Regions from separate parts of the Ovis aries genome. Here region 1 is linked to region 2. Evidence: chromatin contacts called from public Hi-C data. All regions are on one chromosome and are shown on one strand. The core of a region is the stretch at or near the end of the contact, and the rest is flanking DNA. Distances in the headings are between cores, read along the strand shown.

What was found. Hi-C and Micro-C count contacts between places; a contact is called where the count stands out from the background.
Region 1: a Hi-C map of omental adipose tissue shows a contact between it and region 2, with 4 times the contacts expected there. The contact joins two enhancer-like sites. A contact is called at or near these places in 2 of 16 Hi-C or Micro-C datasets (omental adipose tissue and tail adipose tissue).

Annotation. Positions count from the first base shown.
Region 1 is chr22:47,874,342-47,878,374 of ARS-UI_Ramb_v3.0, reverse strand. No RefSeq gene overlaps it. Among named protein-coding and RNA genes, the nearest start is that of MGMT, 450 kb to the left of the region's middle. Within about 2 kb of position 1,999, at least 1 of the 54 cell types and tissues checked has an H3K27ac peak or open chromatin away from gene starts, as enhancers often do.
Region 2 is chr22:47,155,792-47,159,728 of ARS-UI_Ramb_v3.0, reverse strand. No RefSeq gene overlaps it. Among named protein-coding and RNA genes, the nearest start is that of MKI67, 130 kb to the right of the region's middle. Within about 2 kb of position 2,473, at least 1 of the 54 cell types and tissues checked has an H3K27ac peak or open chromatin away from gene starts, as enhancers often do.

The DNA.
Region 1 (4,033 bases), core at 750-3,249, 720 kb before region 2:
AAATTCAGTGGTGGATTTTGTGACACTAAAGCAGCAGATAAGTGCGTGATGCACTCCCGCTATGTGGGTGAAAAATCCCTCACCATATGTTTCCTCACTGGAATGCCTCGTCTTGCAAAATTACAGGAACCGAAGCTTAAAAACACAATTAGGTAGTTTAAAATGAAGTATTAAAGAAATATCGCGTCTATTCCGATGCCTGCCATGTTTTCTTCCTCTCTCCCTTTTTTGGTCTTGTTTTGTTCTTGGAGGATTCAAAAAGCCTCCCCTGTATTTGATTTTTATACTAATCATGCCCCATATTTTTCGGATTATGTTATATAGGCTGTGGTTAAATTATAAATGAAAGGGTGAACTACCAGACTTCTTGTCATAACAGCAGCTTTTATGTTGTTACAGAAAATGCAAAAAAAAAAAAAAAGGTGTTTTGTGTTGAAGGGTCCCCTCGCTTATTTTGTGCCGCTTAATGTATGTGGGCAGACAAGCACAGCAATTTGTAGAAATGTTTTTTGCAGTATTTTGAAAATTACAGCACCCTCTCCATCCTCTGAGGGGAAAATGAAAGAAAACTAAATACGCAGTGCATAAATATAGCTGGAGCCTAACAGCTCTCCCCGCTTCTCCTGGCTTTACGCATTCCTTCTCACAAAACGTGCTTACACACACACTGGGGCACGCACGCACAGACACACACGCAGAGCCTCCTTCAAGTTCAGTTCTTTACCGAGGTATAAGCTGAATCAACGGTTTCACATGGTAGCAACATAAAAACTGCCTTCCCCACTTCCCAGTGCCTCCCTCAACTGTTTCAAGAGAAAGAAAAGGCAACCAAAAGCCAACAGGACCAGTGTTAAAAGAAAAAAAAAAGGAACCAAGTAACGGCTTGTAATCTCTCTCTGTTTTTGTTTCCCCGTTAAACTTACTTCAAATTCACTAAACATGAAAAACCAGTAAAGTATTTTATAGATGCCTTGTATCACACTGCTCAAAGCACTTGACTGAAAGGCTACTTTATGTCCTGATCCTGGTGGGCTGGAGTTTTAAGATAGAATTTATGCTCAGCAAATTGATGAAATATTTCATTTATAGGCTGTGGCATTTTAGGTCTGTTGTAACCGCATCACTTAAAGGACTTTGCTATGGAGCAGGCACGAAGAATGATTTTCTGCATTAAATCCACTACCGGGCTGAACCGTTTTAATTTGCCCCCAAACTTCTGCCAACTGGAAGGCGGGTAAGAGGTCAGACAAGCCTGAGGAACCGGATGGATTATCTCTGTGCATGAACTCATTCATTGGGCTCTTTCTAATGGAAGGCGAGATTTCATAGTATCTGCTGGAGTTACTCAGATGCTTTTCATAAAGAGCAGATCCTATGCAAAAATCAATAGCATAGCTTATGCCCTTCATTTGTAGATAAGTGTATTCTTGAATGTCTGAAGGAATATTTGATGTGGAACTTAAAACAGGGCTGGAAAATATCTTTGCTTTTAATTGCCTCTCGCTCTGCAGTGAAGTGAGCCCCTTCGCTGTGGAAGCGGAGTTGAGGGTACCCCGGTGATCGCCTCCTTTCTGTTCTGCAAGGTGGGCTCCCCTCCTGCTCCCCCGGAACCAGCCTTAAGGATTGTTTCTTCCTTTTTTTTTTTTTTTTGGCTTCATTGGATGAACTGTCTTCCCGAGATAACAAACCTTCTTCTGCAGCACTTGGCGGAGTTTGGTTAGGGGCTACCTCTGAGCAACGTGAACTTGGCCTTGCTGGTGTCTGACGCTAATACCTTCCCTCCTGTTCCGAATCAGGGTGTTCAGGAAACAGCCTGGAGCCATACAGCTGATGATTTCACCAAATTTGCATCTGTTCAACAGTAATGGGGATGGCTTCCACAAATGCTCCCAGGCTCTAAAGAGACGCTAAGTGGTTGTTTCTAGTTCCTTCCCTCACCCCTCCCAGGAGAGTCGCTTTCCATCTCAGCCACTCCCAGCCTCACGTGGAAGAGCTGATGGGCAAGGCCTGCCCGGGGCCTGGCAACCTGTCCCTGTGGTCAGCCGCAGGCTGGCCGGGCTCAAGGTCCTGGCCGGGGGGCTGCCTTCCCTGGCTCCAAAGCTGGGGGTCTCCAGAAGGAGGGCCCACCCGTCCCCAGGGGCTGGGCGGATGCACACACCGGGCCTGCCGCGAGGGAAGTAGGGCTTGGAGAGATCTGGGGCTGGGGTCTCAGGTGCGGCTTAGGGGCCAGGGGGGCCTGGACAAGGGGGCTCAGCTTGGGGAAGTCGGGGGAGGAGACGGCCCCCAGGGCCGGGGTTCTGCATGTCACTAGGATTTGGGCTTGGGCCGAGGGGGCCCGGGTTGTCCCAGAGCAAATATTTTTTTAATGTGGTTTTGATTAAAAATAGGATAAAGTTTTGTGTCCTGAAAATGTACCAGATGCTTGTTGTAATTTTTTAATGACCTTCTGCCAGCCCCTGAGCCGGTCAGTTTGGCCACGGCTGTACTGCGGTCCAGTGAGTCAGATCCGCTGGTCTCTGCTGGCGGCCGGGCCTTGATCAGAGCGGCAGGCTGGCAGCTCTGGGTCCTCCGGGACTCTGGGTTGGGGTGGGGGATTTCCAGGAGGGAATGTTTTGGTGGGTTTGGTCTATTTTCCAAAGCTGTTTAGGAGACCCGAAAAACAGAGCCCAGAGCTGCCTCCGGCCCCACCCTCCCCTCTGCATCTCCCAGGTGTGGGGGCTTGGGCAGGGCCAAGGTGCCCCTTCCCCTTCCTGCAGGGCCTTCCCGGCTCTGTGAAGCTTTGAGGGACCCGCATTAGCATCCTCTGGGCCTGAGGGTGGATGCGGGCTGGGCTTTTTCCCGCAGGTGTGTCCTGCAGCCTTGAGAGTGCCCGTGGACGTGGCCTTGCACTTCTTGAGAGCAGCCTTCTAGGAGGTTCACATGTCGGGCTTGTGTGAACTAGCTGATCCACTTGTGCTCTGGGAAGCTACAGAGAATTCTTTCCAAACCATGCTTGGAAAAGTACAGTTTTTTTTTTTTTTTTTTAATGTGTTTTAGACATACACAACAGGGCTTGAGTTTCTTTCCTTTAAAATGACTCCGCACTGTATCAGTCCTTCAGTTGGATTAAAGGTCACAGTATTCTTCATTTTTCTGTCGAGCAGATTTAGGACAAAATTCAGTTTCTCAACACATGACTTGTTCTATTTTTCAGTGTCTGCGGATGTTTATACTTTTATTTTAAAAACTGGTAAGTAACACTGGATCTATTCTCCTTTCCATGGTCCTTTGGGGTCCAAACCAAGCATAGTAAACAATTATTTGAAATAATTTTTCAATGGAAAATCCAAACCAACCTTTTCCAAATTTCATGTTTATGTTGCAAAGATATAACCCAAGGCCTTCATGACATCTTTCTCTAGAAAAACTGAAACAAAGGATGGAGTCTAATCTTTCTCTCTAAAAGGCACATCTCATCACTGACAAGGAGAATAGGAAGAAAGAATATAATGAGACCCATTACCTTGTTGAAACAACAGAGGGCAAATCAAGGAGAAAACCTGGGGAGACAGCAGGGTCTTTAATAAAACCGGGGCCTATAGGAGCTCAGTCAAGCCATCTTCCTGCCAGACAGAGAATTGAAGGTGTACTGAGAGAGCGAAGCTTGGAAACCAGGATGCCCTCACAGGTGTCTTAGGTCTGATGTCCCATAATACTTGCAGCAGGAATTCTACCATCTGAAAAGAATGTAAATTATTGACCATCATTATGACTGGAGACAGTGGATTCTTGGAGTTGCCTGGTCTTGCCATACAAGGTTGCTTGATCACCTGTGTCTGGTGAAGCTTATTTCTCAGGTATGAACAGCATAAGAAGGGTTTGTTAATTATCTTCAGTTTTCATCAGGAAATTGTGAGCCCTCCCCTCACATTCTGTAAACAAAATAAACACAAAGCAAACCCCAGGCTGCCCTGGACCAGCCCTCCTTGGTGCCCTGGGCTGCCTCTGCGTCTTTTTCTCTCTGAAGTGACTCTACAACCCGCCCTCTTCAATC
Region 2 (3,937 bases), core at 1,224-3,723:
AACAAAGATCTGGTCATATCCACAGGGCCACATTCCCAGCATGGCGCTGGGGCCCTCCCAATCTGGCCAAAGCCAACTTCTGAGGCCTGTCTGAGGGTTCAGCCTCCTAATCTGACCTTGGCCACACTAGGTTCCGTCCAGCTCTCACCCTTCCCTGCCTCTGCCCCATGGCCTGTGCTGGAAATGCCATTTTCCCCTCCTTTCTCTGCCTTTGATGCCATGTACATTTCACAGGCATCACTCTTGGGGCCCCTGACCCTAGCGCCCAGCAGGCATTATCTTGTGGCTCAACCATGTTTGGTAGTTATGTGGCTCTCAGAACCCACATCGGGTCTGGCCGGTTCCTGCAGAGATTAGTGGGAGTTTCTCTCTCTCTCACTGGACTCATCACTTCATGAAGACAGAAATGAGGGGCCCTGTTTACTTAGCACATCCTAAGCCTCAGTGAAAATTTTCTGGATAAAGAAATGAGGGCCTCCAACCAATAAAAGCCTTCAGGTGGGCACAGTGGAAAGGTGTCCAGCATATTAGGTTTGCCAGGCAGGAATGAACAGAGCGGTAAGCAGTGCAGGGAAGCCCAGCTCGTGGACCTCAGGCACGAGCCTATAGATGTTAAGAAGGAAAGAACAATGAAAAACAGCTCAGTGTATCACAGAAATAGTAATAAACGTGAGTTTGGGTATGAAGGTGAACTAAGGTGAAAATAATTTTTTCTTGGATGTCAAGCAAATTTTTTTCACAGTTCTCCCAAAAAGCCCAAGCTAACTACACTGAATAATAAAAAGCGGAGCAAACATCAGTGATGGAGTCAGTGTTTTCTCTTTCAGGCATACATGTACTCAAGACGACAAGGTGGCCATGTTTCCCTGACTGTCCTTTCGCAGCCCCATGGACCGTTGTTGAGCAGATGGCTGAGTCTCCACACGCTCCCTGATGGGGGCAGCCTAACTCAGGAATCCCCAGTCCAGGGGCACCTACCCATACCTGGCAGTGATGTGTCCCCCCAGAGTTGCTTGCTCCAAGGCATCCTTGCCTTCAACTAGGTCATGGGCACTTGGTGAGCAAGACCCTGAAGCCCACTAAGTGCCTTGACATTTGTTTATATAGTATTCATGGAGCCAGCAGCTGAAGCAGGCCCATTGCAGGAATAGTAGAAAGGACAGCTAAATGTTGAAGGTTCTGGAAACCTTCCAGGAAGATTCAGCAATACGGGCTGCTCCGCAGATCACCCTGGGAGGCCCAGGCAAATCGTTTTCCCTACCCACCTGTCCCAGGCCCTCTCTCTGCATTCATTCAGAGCACCACCTCTGCCATGAAGTACCCTTCTCCCCAGGGCTCCTTCTAGAAAAATTATTCTCAGTCGTTAAGGCCTAAATCAGGTCACTACTCCTGCTGGGGAGGCTTTCCCAGATGTTTCCAGTCTCCCTTTCTTTCTGCACTCCCACAGAAAGTTGCACCAGTGGCTCACCTCTGCACAGGTGTGTGTTGGTGAGGCTTCTCCTGGGGCTGGCGTGTACGTAGCTGTCTCACGTGCCAGGGTTGTGCTTCTAAAGACAGAGGAGCCACATTGCCTTCATCACAGCATCACCTGGGCCTGGCAGCATCTCAGCAGGGTCAGGCAGGTACTCAGAAGATGCTTGGTGAAAAGGAGGGGAGGGAGGGCAGAGGGAGGGATAAGGATTTGAGAGTCACCCGAGGCAGGTCCTTCTTGTTCCTAAGTTATTGGAACTCTAAACCTAACCCTAACCCTAATTCTTGTATGTCTGCTTGTCTCGAGTTTTAATCTTAATTTTTTGTGTCTTAATTTTATCAAAAAAAATTCAAGGGCTTTTTGCTTGTTTTAACTGAGATGTAACTGACATATAACATTGTATTAGTTTTAGGTATATAGCATACTCCATATCTGTATATACTGTGAAATTATTACCACAGTGAGTCTAGTTAATATCCATTATTGGTACTCAAGTATACATTTTTTTCCATTCAGTTTTTTTTTTATATATATAGCAAATGAATATACAGTGAGTATTTTCGCTGTCACAAAAGATGAAAATCTCTTACACTCCGGGCCCCTACCCTCAACTACCCAAAAAGAGGTCAGACCAAAACATCCAGGCTCAAGGCTATAGAAAAATGAGAAATCAGATCTTAGATTCAGGGGCTAGAGTGCTAGGTGGACCAGAGCCGAGCAGGGATGGATGGGCTCAGGCAGGTGCCCACAGATGGAAGGGGCACAGCCCTGACCCCAAACCCAGAAATCAGAGAGGAGAGGGCGACAGCCTCAAGCTGCAGTAGCCCTGGGGGCAGGCACCGTCCGGCTCAAAGCCTGGGGCCCCCACACTGTGCCCGAGCGGAGATGCCCGGCTCTCTCCAGGGATGGCACCGACGCAGAGTGGCCTGGCCCAGGGAACGGACTTCAGGGCTGGGCTGAACCCCGCTGAGCCTTGTGCCCTGAACAGCCTGTGATGTGACCCCCTGTCCACATTGTTATCGTTGTTCACTTGCTCAGTCGTGTCCAACTCTCTGTGACCCCACAGACTGCAGCACATCAGGCTTCCCTGTCCTTCACCGTCTCCCAGAATTTGCTCAAACTCATGTCCACTGAGTCAGTGATGCCATCCAGTCAACCCTGTCCACAGCACCTCCCCGGGTTTCTTTCTGCTGCTGAGAAGCGGGAGATGCTCCTAGGAGCCTGGCAGAGAGGGCTGGGGGCTGAGTGCCTGACTTCCCGCCACCCCCTCCCAGGGCCCCCTCCTTCTCTCTTGCGACTCCTTCCATGTGCCTGCACAGCTGGCAATTCTTTCTGCAAGCATCCCTTTGCTTGTTTCATTTCTGTCGCTCAGCTCACTGTAAATCCCAAGGGGCAGGGCTGGTGCTATCTCACGCACCCCAGTCTCTCCAGGAGACACAGGCCCCAGTGTCTCCAGGGCCTGACACGCTACTCCACACACAGTAGGTGCTGAGGGGATGTTCACTGCTTGGAGCCATAGCTCTCTCCAGTAACTAGTGTCTGGCTTTGCTCCCTCTGGAGACAGAAGGGAGGGCCCAGCAAAGCCCAGATAACATCGGGGTTTTTGGACGATGCCTCTTATCTTTCTCAGAAAACATCTTTCATGGAGCAGATTTCATCACTCGCACAAAGCAAATGATTTCAGCGGCTCCTCCAAATATAATTTTCAAAACACAAATTAGTAGCGCCATACACATGGATAAATGTCTCGCTTGACTCTTCGATGCCAAGGAAGGATCCAGTGTGAGCCGCCCAGCTCAGCAGGGTGTCTGCATGCAGATTCTCAGCAGGGCAGGCCCTCTGGCCTGGAGGGGAGTCACCCTGATTGCCCGGAAAAGTTGGGCCACCGCAAATCTCTGTTCATGTACACTGTGGGAATGTACATAAACAAGACACAGACAGCCCCAAATGCCAAAATTAAAGAACTGTTTCTTTCCAACAATTTGGTCTGCAGCTCTGACTATTATCTGGGGATAAATCAGTTTGCAGCAGCCGTAGACAGCCATTTCCGTGAGATTCCCGCGCAGCTTAACTGGAGAAGCGTGTTAAAAGTTAAAGGACCTTCATCACATTAAGAACATGAATTTTTCTAACCATAAATTTATTTCACTGAATTCCTGAGCCATAGAGTCACCCTGCACTCTTCCTTGTAAATCAGAGGGGGTGTACCCACTTCCTGATGTTTGCCAATTTGCTGTTTTTCCTGTAATTAGGAAAAAATGCAACTCACTAGAGTTACAAGCCCAGAGGAGATCGCAGGATTGAGCTGAGTTGTTTAATATCTGCCTGGACTTGATGCTTTGTAAAGAGGGGGGTGGGAGTTAAAAGGGCAAAAAGAAATGATTATCTAAACACAGGGTGATGAGACCTAACGTCAGACGTGGTCACCGGGCCCCTCAGAGTGGCTTTGCTCTGTCCCCCTAAATG